Linked DNA regions of Sus scrofa: region 2 is linked to region 1. Evidence: chromatin contacts called from public Hi-C data. All regions are on one chromosome and are shown on one strand. Each heading gives the region's core, a stretch centred on a gene start, on an enhancer-like site or on the middle of the called end of the contact. The rest is flanking DNA. Distances are from core to core; before and after follow the strand shown. Region 1 overlaps ABCC1 (multidrug resistance-associated protein 1). Region 2 has its middle 12 kb from the start of ABCC1.

Region 1 (7,488 bases), core at 2,341-4,840:
GCCCGGCAGGCCCTCTGGCCAGGGTCCGCCGCCTCCTGAGCCGGTGACCCCTTCTGCCTGACTCTGCTTCCCGGGAGACCCACCCTTCTGCCGCGTCTCTCCCCAGGGCGTGAACCTGTCTGGGGGCCAGAAGCAGCGCGTGAGCCTGGCCCGGGCTGTGTACTGCAACTCCGACATCTACCTCTTCGACGATCCCCTCTCTGCCGTGGACGCCCATGTGGGGAAGCACATCTTTGAAAACGTGGTTGGCCCCAAGGGGATGCTGAAGAACAAGGTACCTGCTGTGGGAGCGGCGTGGGGTCCGGCCCTGGCTCTTTGGTCCGGTGGCAACGTGTCCCTTTTGGGAATACCTCACTGAGTGGGACCAGAGAACGTATTTTCTTTTCTTTTTTTTTTTTTTTCTCTTCTTAGGGCCACACCTATGGCATATGTAAGTTCCCATGCTAGGGATCTAATCGGAGCTTTGGCTGCCAGCCTACACCACAGCCACAGCAACGCAGGATCTGAGCTGTGTCTGTGACCTACACTGCAGCTCACCGCAACGCCGGATCTTTAACCCACTGAGCAAGGCCAGGGATTGAACCTGCGTCCTCATGGGTACTCATCAGGCTTGTTACCACTGAGCCACAGGGGCAAATCCACAAATATATTTCTAGCCCTTCCCTTGGCAGCCTTCCCAGGACAGCCTTCTTGCTCTGGTCCTCATGGGCGGACGTCCTGGGCACCGACGGACGTCATTGCTTCCATCTGGCCAAAGGCAGCCTCTCTTCCTGATTAAATAACAGGTGCCTTCGCGGAGGGAAATCCCACCCCAGGGCCCTTGTGAGCAGAGAAGCTCTTCTCCCTTCCCTGCTGAGGTGGCCCGGGGCTGCGGGACAGAGGCTTGAGGGGGAAAACTGCTACCCCGCCTTAACATGACAGGAGATGGTGCCTTTCCTCTTCCGTTATTTTTTCTGTTTGTTTGGTGAGGGGAATCGTGGGAGAGGAGGGTGTCCTGGCTTTTCCTTCCCCTCCCCCAGTAAGAAAGACAGACACGCCCACGGGGAAAATATAGCAGATTCAGAAAACCATGAAGAAGAAAAACAAAAGCAATTGTGCCTAATCCCACCATTTCTGAGATTTCTGTATTTCCTTCAAGTCTTTTGCTGTGTGTATAAGCTTTTTAATAGAATAATCACATCATGCATATATATATAGTAAGCATCATGCCACATGATCTGTTCTAAGCATTCCCACACACACCATAAAAATTTTGTGTGTGTATATATACATATATATATATATTTTGGTCATTTTTGGCCACCCCTCAGCATATGGAGCTCCTGGGCCAGGGATCAGATCGGAGCCTTGGTTGTGACCTAAGCTGCAGCCGTGGAACCCACATCCCAGCAACTCCCAAGACACCACCGATCCTATTGTGCCACAGCGGGAGCTCCCTGTATAATTTTTAAATATTAAAAAAAAAATTTTTGGGGAGTTCTCTTGTGGCACAGCAGGTTAAGGATCCATCATTGTCACTGCTGCGGCTGTGGTTGCAGCTGTGTTACCGGTTCAATCCCTGTCCCAGGAACTTCCGCATGCCACAGGTGTAGCCAAAAAATTGTGTTGTTGTTATCAAAATAATAAATGCCCATAGTAGTAAAATCAGAGAGTGCAAGAGTATATGTAAAGTTAAAAAAATGATTCACCCTCATCCTGCAGCACTAGCTCCTCTCTCAAAAGGCAGGACAGCAAGTCTGGCTTCCTTCTTGTAGGCAGCCCACCAGCTAAAAATGTCTTTATGTTTCTAAGTGCTTGGAAAAAATCTGAAGAAAATAATATTTTGGAGTTCCCCTTGTGGCTCAGTAGTAATGAACCCAACCAGGATCCATGAGGACGTGGGTTTGATCCCTGGCCTCACTCAGCGAGTTAAGGTTCCAGCGTTGCTGTGAGCTGTGGTATAGGTCAAAGATGTGCCTTGGGTCTGGCATTGTTATGGCTGTAGCTCCAATTTGACTCCCAGCTTGGGAACTTTCATATGCTCCAGGTGTGGCACTCAAAAGACCAAAAAAAAATAGTAAGAAGAAGAAAAGAAAATATTTTGTGACATATGAAAACTGCCATGAATTTAAATATTAGCATCCATAAATAAAGTTTTATTGGAATGCAGCCAGCCCATCTGTTTATGTCTTGTGTATGTGGCTTCCTACAGAGCTGGCAGTGACCAGAGGTCCCCGTAAATCTGAAAATATTTACTGTTTAACCATTTAAGAAAACGTTTGCCAACTTGTGTAAACAGTTGGTGAACATCCTCCCAAACTTCCAGATAGTTAGATAAATATAGATGCACCATCAAACCTTGTATTCTGGTGGGGAGTAACTTGAAAAAACGAAGCTTTTGGGGTGCACTTTTTTGCGGCAGTGCTGTTCTTTTATTCCTCTACACATGCATGGTGGTTCCCCCCCCCCCGCCTTCCTTCAGATTTTTGTTCAAAAATAAGCTCCTCCATCATCCTTGTTAAAATTGCTGCCCCCGCGCCCCTTGGTATCACGTCCCTTTTGCTGCTATGTCCTCACCATCAGGCACACAGTGTTTTACTTACATTGGTCATTTCCCTCCACCCCCCGACCCTGGAACCTGGGGCGGGGATCTTTGTTCTTCTCCCTGCTGCCGCCCCTGCCGCCCAACAGCTCGCAGCACACTTGTGATGAATGAAAGCACGTGCGGATCCAGCTGCTTCTGCGAGTTCGCATCCCAGGGCCGGTCCTGCCCCTCAGGTTGGGGGCGGGGGTTGTCCCCCTCGCACGCATGCGCTGACGCGGCCATGTCGCCCCTCTGCCTGCAGACGCGGCTCCTGGTCACGCACGGGCTCAGCTACCTGCCACAGGTAGATGTCATCATCGTCATGAGTGGCGGCAAGATCTCGGAGATGGGCTCCTACCAGGAGCTGCTGGCCCGGGACGGCGCCTTCGCCGAGTTTCTGCGCACGTACGCCAGCGCCGAGCAGGAGCAGGGGGAGCCGGAAGACGGTAGGGTCCGCGTGGGGCTCCGGCGTGGGTGGTTCCTGGTATGGCCCCAGTTGTGCCAGCCGCCCTCATCAAGGCATCGGGCTGGGGGCCGGGCCAGGCCCCTTAAGGAACCATCTTGAAGGACTGTCTTAACCCCCCCAGGGCAGTATTAAGAGGGGGGTCCCGGTGCTTTCTGGCCAGGTCAGCAAAACTGGACACGAGTCTCCGTACTGTTCTGGAATGTGGCTCTTGGCCTCTTGAGTTTCAGGGTCTTCCTAGAAAAATGTGGATGGTGATAACTACAGTCCTGGCTCCCAAAAGGCTGTGAGAGAAGCCAGTGGCATGTGTGCCTTAATCCAGAACAGATGCAGGGGTCAGGAGGCCAGGGCCAGTGGCTGAGCACACAGGCAGAAGTTGGCAGGACCTGGGTTCGAATCCCAGACGCTGCTCTTCCCAGCTGTGGGACCTCAGGCCCACTGCTGATAAAGCTGTGTGGCAACAGGACCAACTTTCTGGCACTTGGGGTAGATTTAATGTGCTAGATTCCTGGAGCCTGCGGCATGGTGCCAGTGACAACTGCTGTCATTCCTTTCTTGGTCAGAGGGCTCCTCTTCTTTATGTCTTTGCAGGGCTGCACCCGAGGCACAGGGAGGTTCCTAGGCTAGGATCAGATCAGAGCTGCATTTCCTGGCCCACAGCCACAGCAACATGGGATCCGAGCCACGTCTGCGGCCTACACCACAGCTCAGAGCCATGCCTTATCCTTAACCCACTGAGTGAGGCCAGGGATCAAACCCATGTCCTCATGGACACTAGTTGGGTTCGTTACCACTGAGCCACAACAGAACTCCGAGTGCTCCTCTTCTGCTTCTCTGCACTTGGCCTCTGCCAGGTCTGCCCAGGCCTGCCTGCGTCCCAGTCTCCACACTCGCTCTGTCCTCCCAGGCCAGACTCCAGAGGCACCTTTGGATTCTGGCCTGGGACCATGCCCTGTCTTTATTGGAAGCAAATGGGGTGAGGCGTCCAAGCGTCCTATTATCTCTTATTAGTTGGTTTAAAATTCAGGGGAGTGACTTGAGGCCTTCCCGGGCTGCCCTGGTTTATGTCCAGTCCTCTGCTGGTCTTCCCCCTCGGAGCTTGGACCTGTGTTAACACGCAGAGAGGGAAGAGGTCATCTGATGCCTCGTCTGCTTTGGTTTCAGCTGTTGCTAAAAAGAGTGGAACTGAAGAGAGATCATCTGTCCCTCTCTGAGCTCCTGCTCCCAGGAGCTAATTACAGACACCCCGCGGCTGCGGCAAGTCTGGTACATGCTGAGTCCCCAGACAGGTCTCAGAGAGGCTGACCCCGGGGTGGGGCTGCATGGCTGCCCTGTTGTGCAAGTCCTGAGGTTGTCTTTGATGTGTGGACACACGATGAAGTACAAACAGAGACAGGTGTCATCCTATTGAATCTTCCTGATGGCTTCTCGCGTGGGAGGTAGGACTGTGGTTTACTGAGGAACTGAGGCTTCAAGAAATCTGTCCCAGGAGTTCCCGTTGTGGCTCAGTGGTTAATGAATCCGACTAGAACCATGAGGTGCGGGTTCGATCCCTGGCCCTGCTCAGTGGGTTAAGGATCTGGTGTTGCCGTGAGCTGTGGTATAGGTCTCAGATGTGGCTCAGATCCTGTGTTGCTATGGCTGTGGCGTAGGCTGGCAGCTACAGCTCTGATGCGACCCCTAGTCTGGGGACCTCCATGTACTGCAGGTGCGCCACAAGAAGAAAAAAAGAAAGAAAGAAACCTATTCCTTCTATGCCAGGGGTGGGAAGGTCCCTGTCTGTGTGAATGAGGCCAGTGACTAAGAAGGAGCTATTTACTCTTCATTGATTTAGTCCTTCAGTAGGTGTTTATTGAGCACCTACTCTGTGTTAAGCACTTGTATTATTTTCTTAGGGCTGCTGTAACTGAGTACCTTAACAACTACTCAGAAATATGTTGTCTCATGTTTCTGGAGGATAGAAGCCTGAGATCAAGGTGTCAGCGGCATTGGTCCTTTCTGAGGGCCGTGGGGGTTCCTTGCCTGTCCCCCAGCTTCAAGTGGCTTGCCGGCCATCTCTGGCATTCCTTGGCTTGCAGAAGCATCACCCCAATCTGTGCTCATCTTCACCTGGTGTGCTCCCTGTGTGTGTGCCCATTTCCAACCCCCCCCCCCTTTTTAAACAGCTGAACTTGCAGCACATGGAAGTTCCCGGGCTAGGGGTCGAATTGGAGCTGCAGATGTAGGCCTGTGCCACAGCCGTGGCAACACCAGATCTGGGCCACATCTGCAACCTATGCTGCAGCTTGTGGCAACGCCATGTCCATAACCCTCTGAGCAAGGCCAGGAATTGAACCTGAATCTTCAACGCAGACTACATCCACTTCTTAACCCACAGTGGGAACTCCCCAAATCTCCCCTTTTTGTGAGGACACCAACTACATAGGTTTAGGGCCCCGGTGATGACCTCATCTGAACTAATGACATTCACAGAGACCCTATGTCAGATACAGTCACATCTGAGGTATTGGAGGTGAGACTTCAACATGTGGATTTGCTTCGTGGCAGTGGGGATGTCATTCAGCCCATGACAGGACTGTTCTAGTTTCGGGGGAGACAGAAGTGAACAAGATACAGGCAAATCCTACCGTCGCTGAGCTCAGAGTCTAGAGGGAGAGAAGGCAGTGAACCATCAGCAGATAGAGATGGTTTCATACAGTGTCACGTGCACGAAGGAAAGCATGCAGGGTCCTGGGCTGTGGGGGCGGTGGGGGTATGGGCACTTCAGCCCTCTTGGGGAGGTGACGTTGACCTGAGGAAGAGATGGCAAAGAGAAGATATGGGGAACAGTGTTGAGACACAGGGAACAGCAGATGCACAGGCTTCAGCTCAGCATGAGCCTAGTCTGTTTAAGAAACAGAGAGGAGGCCAGTGTGGCCACTTCGCGGTGGGCCAGGGCCAGGAGACAGGGTTGGCGGGGTTAGCGGGTTACCCTGTGGACAGAGCCTTCAGGGTGAGGAGTTTGGGCTTTGTTTTCAGTGCCGCGGGAAGCTCCTGAAAGTTGGGAAGAGGGGGACCCACTGTGAGAACCCACACCTTCGTTCCTCGTGTCGGAGTGTGCTGAAGTCCTAGTGGTTTTTAACCAGTCCCTTTACCGAGATGTAATTCACACACCGGTTCTAGGTTTTTATTTGTGTGGCCCTCGTCATGTTCAATTTCAGAACATTTTCATGGCCGTCACTCCCCATTTTCTCCTGCCCCCCACATCCTAGGCAGCCACTCATCTATTTTGCTTTTCTTTTTTTCCTTCTGGTTTTGAATACAATTGGCAAAGAGCACGGTGTAAATTTGAGGTACACAGCATCATGTTTTGACTTAACACATGCCACGAAGTGATGGGCTCAGTAGGTTTGGTGAACATCCCTCATCTCGTATGGATACGAAATAAATAGGAAACATTTTTTTTCCTTGTGATGAGAACTCTCAGCATTCACTCGCTTAACTTTCATAGGTACATAGCGTGGTTTTGAACAGCACTCGCCATGTACATCCTGGCTCTAGTGCTTATTCATCTTAGACCTCCTGGTTTGAACTTTTGGCTACTTTTCTCCATTTCCCCCTCAGCCCCTCCACCTTTGGTGACCACTGATCTGATCTCTTTTGCTATTTGTGTGTGTGTGTTTTTGAAGTATAATGGACCCACGACACTGTTAATTCCAGGTGCACAACCTGACTTCGATTTCTGGACATTTCAGAACGATCATCACACTTGTCTGCTTTCTGTATAGATTTGTCTAATTCTGCACGTTTCGTGTGAACAGAATTCTAGGGGGAAGTCTCTGTGACTGGCTTCTCTTGACGTAACGTGATGTTTCTGAGGTCCGCCTGGGAAAAAAAAAAAGCAAGCATCAGCCGCATTTCTTCTCATGGTTGAGTCATGTTCCGTTGTGTGCCCACACCACATTTTGTTTATCCATTCATTGCGTGATAAGCATTCGAGCTGTTTCCACTTTGGGGCTATTATGAAGAGTTCTGCTGCGGCCCAAGGGGATTGAAAAGTGCTTTCTTTTGCCGCAGGAGATAGATAATGCTCCTTTCAGCATTTAAAAAGTCCTGGTTGGAATGAGTTTCCACTGTGTTCATGCTGCTGTGGTTGGAAAGTCTGCTGTAAGTCTAGCCTGCTTTCCTTTGCTGCATAGTCTCCTTCCTCAGATTTTTCTCTTAGCCCAAGTGGCAACTTGTGATCCCTGTATTTCACTGGCCTGCTTGGTGGGCTGCATTTAGGCAAAAATGACCCTCTCTGCTTTCTAAAGTGACACATGTGGGTTTAACTGAATCTTTCCCAGAATGAGGTCTTTCTCTCTCTCTAGCCCTTTTCTATCCAGTTGAGCAGGGACCGTCCTTACACCCTGTTGGCCACAGCTGGGCTTTTTGTGTTCCCTTCCTCCCCAGCCGCCAGCAAATCCCGATTATGCAGAATATG
Region 2 (7,488 bases), core at 1,766-4,265, 86 kb before region 1:
ATTCTGGTTGCGCGTCCTCCAGGTAATCACGCTGAACCTCACGCCTTGTTTTCCGCCCTCATACGAGTGGTTAAGTGAAGCCCTGTCGGGCTTTGGGTCAGGCTGTCGGTGTTTTCTTTAGCTTAAGGAGTCATTGTGTCATTGTTTGGAATTGCGAAAGATGGGCAGCCACCCAAGTGGCAGGTGGCAGGGACCTCGCAGAGGGGCCGTCTTGTGGGGAAGAGGGCGGCAGAGGGACGTTTTACTGTTGGCCTTTACGTAGATACATGTACGTCTGTATTTGCGTGGATGTATACACACATGTACATATATACACCCATGTACTTACACACACATGTGCAGCAAACATATGCACACACATATGTACACACATGCATACACACGTATATATAAATGCATATACATATATATGTATGTAAATTTGAGTCACGTGTTACCTATTAAAATGAAATTGTAAAATGCGTATTTTCCGTTGTTCCCAGTTCCTGTCATTCAAAAGCATTTCGTAAGCAGCTCCCCTGCTGGGCCAGCAGAACTCAGGGCCTCACGGAGTCGGTGCTCCGGGGCAAAGCTTGATTCAAAGCCGGCTGAGGGCAGAACGGGGCAGGGCCCTGGCCTGCAGCAGGGTCGGGGGACCTGCAGGAGTGTCAGTTCACTGGGGGCACCGCCAGCCCTTGTCTCCTGCTGGCTCTCTGCTGTATCAGTTTCCTGTGGCTGCTGTAACAGGTCACTGCAAACTTTTGGCTTCAAGCAGCACAGATTTATTCTCTTGTCCACTTGGAGCCAGAAGGTCTGAATGCATTGCTGGCCTGCCTTCTGGAGGCTCTTGGGGAGCATCCGTTCCTTGGCCTTTTCCAGCTTCTAGAGGCCACCTGAGTTCCTTGACTGGTGGCCCTGCATGACTTTGACCTCTGCCTTTGTTATCACATCTCCTGCTCTGCCTCTGCCTCCAGCCCTCCTGCCTCCCTTGCGAGTCTGTGGGGCCCACCTGGGGCAGTCCAGGCTGATCTGCCATCTCAGGGTCCTCACCTGAACTGCATCTGCAAAGTCCCTTGTGTCATGGAAGGTGACATGCTCACTTATTCTGGGGATCGGGGTGGGGACATTTGTGGGGGTTCTGGCCAGCACAGCACATAGCAGGGGCTCAGAACATCTTCGTTGGGTGAAAGAAAGAATCATTTGGTGGGGCCTGAGAGGTGGAAGGAACATGGCAAGGGATGGATCTGGCAGTAATAACAATGATTGCAGTGGTATTTATTGACCACCTACTGTGTGCTCTGACTCATGCTTCATTAGGTGCGTGTTTACATCATCTCATTAGTGTTCTCACTGTGCAGATGCAGAAACAGAGGCTTAGTTGCTGCCCAGTGTTATGTGATGAGCTGCCTAAGGAATGTGTTAGGGGAATAAGGTCTCTAGACTTGTAAGGGCAGGAATTCTCTTAAAATAGGTTTCTCAGTCTCAGCACTATTGACCTTTGGGGGCCCAGCAGTCCTCTCTTGGGGGGCTTTCCTCTGCCTTGTGGATGCCACCTGCAAAACGCCCATAGCATAACCTCCAGTCCCACTCCAGCAGTGACACCAAAAATGTCTCCCGACATTCATTGTCAGATGTCTCCCTGGGGAAAACTTGCCTTTGATTGAGAACCACTGTCTGAAAGCACAAAGCAGAGGATGACACATCCAATCCACAGTGTCCATGTCACTCTGAGGGAAGGTCAGACCTCTCTTCAATGGCCTGTGAGTCCTGCACAGTCTGTTCTCTGTCTCCCACCTTCTTCCCCAACTCTATCTCCCATTACTCTTGAAGCACGTGGCCTCTCCATTATTGCTCCCAAAGGCCAGACGTGTTACTGCCCCAGAGCCTTTGCATTGGCTGTGTCTTCCACTTGGAGCACTCCTCTCTCAGATTCTTTCCCCACTTGGGCAATTGGCTTACTCCCTTGTTTCCTTCAAGCCTGCATAGTAAGGCCTTCTACCCCCCTACCCCATCTTTTCTTTTTCACTGTTGCACCATGGCATGTGGAAGTTCCTGGGCCAGGGGTTGAATCGGAGCTGTAGCTGTGGGCCTGTGCCACAGCCACAGCAACGCCAGATCTGAGCCATGTCTGCGACCTGGGCCACAGGTCACGGCAACACCGGATCCTTAACCCACTGAGCAAGGCCAGGGATCTAAACCCACATCCTCATAGATACCAGTTGGGTTTGTTTCCACTGAGCCACAGTGGGAACTCCAAACTAGTCCGGCTCTTAACCCACTGAGCACAGTGGGAACTCCAAGGTCTCCTCCTTTTTTATCATCTGTCACACACACACACTATATTTATTTTATGTAGTATATACCTTACGTGTACATATATATTTCCTCTAGTTGACTCTGTCTTCTCTCATCATATTGTCAGCTCCAGGAGGGCAGGCCCTTTGTCCTGCAGTTCACCGCTGGGTCCCCAGCACCTGGGAGTGGCACTCAGTGTATGGATAGGTGCTGTCCCTTCTGTTTTCCGCTGTGTCCCCAGGCGTGTTCCTGTGCCTGGCACATGCCTCACCCCTCACATGTCCCTGCCGTGTGACCAGATGGAGGACCTGGTGAAGCTCCAGAGTTGGATAAGAGGAAAGGAGTTGGCAGAGTGGTCAGGGCTGGATGGAGAATGCGAGGACACGTGTGTGCTCTGTGGGGAAGGGCCCTGGTGACCCTGCCACACGGTGCTCTCTGGGCAGGTTGGGGTGGGGCAGGCCGGAGCAGGCTGCCTACTGCTGGCACGCAGACCCCTGTGATGGGCAGCCGTGGCTGTTTTCTTCCCAGCCCTGGAAGTCCTGCTCAGGCAGGGGTCTTCGTTTTGCAGGTCACCCCTGTCCCTTTTCCCACCAGAGTGTCCGAATCTGCACTTTGGGTGTGCGGGTTCAGTGCTTTTGCCTGGGCAGGGTCAGGGCCGCCCGGGCACTGGGGGGAAGGCCTGGGCACTGCCCTGCCCCCTCCGCCGTGCTCCTGGGCTTTATTCTTAGCGCTGGTGAGTCAGAGCGTGAGCGAAGGCTGCAGCTCTGCCCACAGCGGGATGCTGGCACCGCCACCGTGTCCCAGTGCTGTGACGGGCGGGCGGCCTCAGCCCCGGCCGGGATCTCTTCCAGGACTCCGTGGAGCAGTGGAGGCCCCCTGCCGCCTCTGTCAACAGGATGAATGGCCAGCCAGAAGCCCAGCAATTCCCCTTGAGCTCACTTGGGCCTCCCAGCGTTCTCTTTCTCAGCTTCCCTTTACTGGGGGTCTCGCAGCCAGGACAGTTCCAAATCCGGGCTTTACCAACTGGCCTGTCACCTCCGTGCCCACCCCGAGCCCTCCACAGCGGGCCTGGTCCTCCATGTGTCCTGCAGACCTTCTTTCCCTTTGCTGGGAAGTTGGCCTGGGCCCTGGAACCTGCCTCTCTGGGTTCAAATCCAGGCTTGCCAGGTACCTGATGGCAAGTCTTTTTGGCTCCTTCTGCCTCTGTGACTCTCCCTGTAAAATGGGAAGAAGAACCCACCTTAGCTGGGTCATGATGATGAAACGGAATGACACGCAGTAAACCTGGAATACTGTGTCTGGCGCTACAGTCAGGGCTCTGTAAGATCTGCTGTTTATTATTGCTATTAGCACGCTTACTAGCCTGAGTTCCCATCTCCTGGGTTTGCATCCTTTACTGGGCTGCTGGTGCCGAGGCAGAAGCCAGTTCTGTGCCTGCCCGATCCCCCTCCCTTGCCGCCACCACCTCCCACCAGCCAAGAGGCCCCTCCAGGCATGCTGAGCGCTCACCCTTGCCATCCACGTAGTAGGTCCATTATTAGTCCTGTTTTGCAGACGAGGGGCCAGGGTGGGAGAGATGAGCTAAAGGTCATCTGAAGGTCAAGAGCCACGTGGGCAGCGGTTGCTGGATTCAAACCCAGACCCGCTGGCTCCAGGGTTCCCAGGCTTTGTAGCTGTTGCTATTGTTTGTATTTATTTATTTGCCTTTGCCTTTGTCTCCCCCCTTCTCTTAGTCTCCATTTCTGGAAAGGCGGACAGGCACGTGGGTCTCTTCCTCTGGCCTTGGGCATGCTTCCCCCGAGCCCTGCACGGCTGGCGGCCCCCAACCCTTCCCAGACCCTCACCCTGATGATGTCTGCCTCCTTGCCTTTCCCCTCCAGAGCTCGCGTTGCCCTTTGCAGTTAGGCTATGATGTGTGACCTTACCACGTTAGTGGACCGAGCGTCTTAGGAGGGCCGGCGTCTGTGCTGGGTTTACCCCCGTTTCCCCATGATGAGCCCAGAGCTTGGCTTGAGATAGGTACTGACTATTCCTTCACTGTATGATGGGACGCGTGAATGAACGAATCCTTGCACTTATGTTTGTTGATGAGTCTTTTGGCCAAGAACTGAAACTGGAACTTTCTGGGTCATTTCATTTCATCTTCCCAGTCATTCTATAGTAAGTGTGTCGAGAATTAGGTTCATTTCACAGGGGAAGAAACTGAGGCCTGGCAAGGTCACTGCCTTAGGGTAATGGGGGCGCTCCCCCCCCCCCGAGGGGATATTTGGCAATCTCTGGAGACTTCTTTTTTTTTTTTTGGCTGTGGCATGCAGAAGCTTGATGTGGAATCTCAGTTCCCAGATCCCAGGTATTGAATACGGGCTGCAGAGGTGAAAGCACAGAATCCTAATTGCTTGACCAATGGGGAACTCCCTCTGGAGACATTTTATTTTATTTTATTTATATTTTAATTAATTAATTAATTTTTGCTTTTTGCTTTTTAGGGCCGCATGTGTGCATATGGAAGTTCCCAGGCAGGGGTTGAATCGGAGCTGTAGCTGCTGGCCTACACCACAGCCACAGCAACGCAGGATCAGAGCCACGTTTTGACCTACACCACACAGCTCACAGCAGTGCTGAATCCTTAACCCACTGAGCGAGGCCAGGGATCCAGCCCTTATCCTCATGGATCCTAGTCGGGTTCATTAACCGTTGAGCCATGAAGGGAACTCCCTGGAGACATTTTAATTGTCACAACTAGCTGTGTATGCCACTTGCAGGTTATGTGACCTCAGTTTCTTGTTCTGTAAAATGGGTTTAATTATACTACCTGCCTCCTGTGGTGAGTTTGTGGGGATTAAACCTGACGTGTGCTGCTGGCATCTGTAGAGTGGAGGTCAGGGGTGCTGCTCAGCGTCCTACAGGCCAGCCCCTCACAAAAGAGAATGTTCTGGGCCCCCATGGCCGTGGTCCTGAACTTGAGAAACCTTGCTTTCAGGCCCACATGTGTGAGTGACGTGGAGAAGATTAGAACCAAGACCTTGGGCCATGGTTCTTAATCATTAGCCCGCATTGCTCACCCGGGGTCACTAGGGAGGGGCAGGCGTGGAAGATTTCCATGTCCAGCCAGCATGCTGCTTCTCCATTCTGTACAGACGAGCTTGGAATCTCCAAGGCCTGAGAGCAGCATCGCCCTTGGCCTTGCAAAGCCCATAGCCTTCCAAGCACCTGGCTGGGAGCTGGTGGAGCCCAGCTGTTAAGACCTCAGTGTCAGACCCTCTGTGGGTTCAAATCTCTGCTCTGCCTCTTCCTGGCTTTTCTCCCACTCTGGGCGTCAGAGTCCTCGTCTGAAAAGGGGGCGTTTTCACAGTCCTGACTTGATAGGGCTGTTGTGAGGTTTCAGTGGACTCACGCTTGGAAAACACAGAGCACAGGGCCTGCTGTGACAACTGTGGCCGTTAGGATGTGCTGTCATGATAAATAGGTGCTTTCTCTTTATTCCCAGCTCAGCAGACAGAAAGTTCTATCCTTAAGTTCCTGCTGCTGCTTTTTTATTGAAAGCGCCAACTCGTTTTATTATTGCTTTTTTAGAGGAAATACATGCGGAGTTAAACAAAAATTCAAACAGTGCAAAAGATAATAAAAACCAGTAGTCGTCTTCCTCTCACCAGCTTCATCCGACCCCATGGGGGTGCTCACTCTTCTTGTTAACAAAAATGTTCGCTTTTGTTGTTCTTGTCTCCTGCTAAGGACATTTCCCTGCCTAAATAAGCATCTTTATCCCCTTTTATGCTACTTTTATTTATTTATTTTTGCTTTTTAGGGCTGCACCTGAGGCATATGGAGGTTCCCAGGCTAGGGGTCTCATCGGAGCTGTAGCTGCCAGCCTATGCCACAGGCGCAGCCACGCAGGATCCGAGCTGCGTCTGCGATCTACACCACAGCTCCCGGCAACGCCGGATCCTTACCCCACTGAGCGAGGCCAGGGATCAAACCTGCAGCCTCATCGTTCCTAGTTGGATCCGTTTCTATTGCGCTACGACGGGAACTCCTGTACTAATTTTAAATGGGAACAGAAGTATGTTCCATATGATAAACATGGCAAACAGGGCCTTTCCTACATACATAGAGGCCTTCGCATCAGGATTCAGATTCCTGGCTTTGCCAGCTGCTTGCAGGTCATGTGACTCAGCCTCAGTTTCTGTGTTGGTAAAGTGGGTTTAATTGCAGGCCTGCCTTCTAGGGTTTGTGACATGAAGCACTTAGATCCGTCCTGGCACATGCTGCGAAGAAACTTCCGCATCCTCGTTCTTTCTCTTTCCATCGTAGAAGGTAGCGCATGTTTCTTCATTTTCCCCTTTATATCTTGTCAGACGTCCCCTGGTCCGAGGCCTTTTCTGTCCACCTGATAGAAATAGCACTCAGCGCTCACCATGACCCTCTGACCCCTCGGTTCTTCTTCGGGGCACTCGCTGCCTAACCATGCCACGGAGCCGTTTGTCTGTATAGTGTCTGCTTCTTGCGATAGCGTGAGACTGTGAGACTGGAAGCCTTATTTCCCTCCAGATGATGTTGGCACACAGGGGTCTCCTGAGAAATAATTACCCGCCGAGCCGTTGAAACCTGTACGTCATTGACACAACTGAATTGGAAAAGGGATGTTCAGGCTGCAGGGGAACCGCCTGGAACATAGTAGGTCTTCCAGAGCAGCTCTGCTCCCAGCAGCTGGTGGCAGCAGTTCCAAGTTCATACGTGCCTCCTCTGCCTGTTGTCTGCCCATCCTCTCTTCCTCAGCCTCCCTCCTGTCCTGGGCTCGGCCAGCTGGGTCCCGAGCGGGGCTTTTCCCTTGTCCCTGCAGACTTCAGCCAAATGTCCCTCTGGAAAATGCGTCAGCCAGGCTGGGGCAGCAGGAGCAGCACGGTGGAGACCCTGGGCCCTGGCCGAGGGGACCCTGGGAACTCGGGCACCTCTGTGACCAGCCCAGCCGAGTGGAGAGGGCCAGTGGGCATCTGGGCTGACGTGTGAGGCTCTTTCTCTGGCCTGTCCCTGGCCACTTCCTGCCTGAGCCTGCCTGGACTGTGGTGGCTTTGGAATCTGACCCAGCCCAGGGGAGCGATGATGTCTGCAGGGGGTGGTTGTCCACAGAATGTTGAGGGTGAGCCAGAATAAACCTGAGGTCATGGAAGGAAGAACAGCGGTCTTCCTGAAGATGTCCACGGCCTGACCCCCTGA

Evidence for each region. Hi-C and Micro-C count contacts between places; a contact is called where the count stands out from the background.
Region 2: a Hi-C map of skeletal muscle shows a contact between it and region 1, with 5 times the contacts expected there. The contact joins two enhancer-like sites. A contact is called at or near these places in 5 of 47 Hi-C or Micro-C datasets (fetal heart ventricle, heart right ventricle, retroperitoneal adipose tissue and 1 more) and 2 of 2 datasets of contacts at active chromatin or transcription factors (alveolar macrophages and skeletal muscle).

What each region holds. Positions count from the first base shown.
Region 1 is chr3:28,395,748-28,403,235 of Sscrofa11.1, reverse strand. ABCC1 (multidrug resistance-associated protein 1) reads left to right here. Exons shown (of 30, transcript XM_021086560.1): 17 at 107-274; 18 at 2,826-3,009. Among named protein-coding and RNA genes, the nearest start is that of MIR7135, 27 kb to the right of the region's middle. Within about 2 kb of position 3,590, at least 10 of the 83 cell types and tissues checked have an H3K27ac peak or open chromatin away from gene starts, as enhancers often do. A contact at or near this core is called in skeletal muscle, where this site is marked.
Region 2 is chr3:28,481,353-28,488,840 of Sscrofa11.1, reverse strand. No RefSeq gene overlaps it. Among named protein-coding and RNA genes, the nearest start is that of ABCC1, 12 kb to the right of the region's middle. Within about 2 kb of position 3,015, at least 21 of the 83 cell types and tissues checked have an H3K27ac peak or open chromatin away from gene starts, as enhancers often do. A contact at or near this core is called in skeletal muscle, where this site is marked.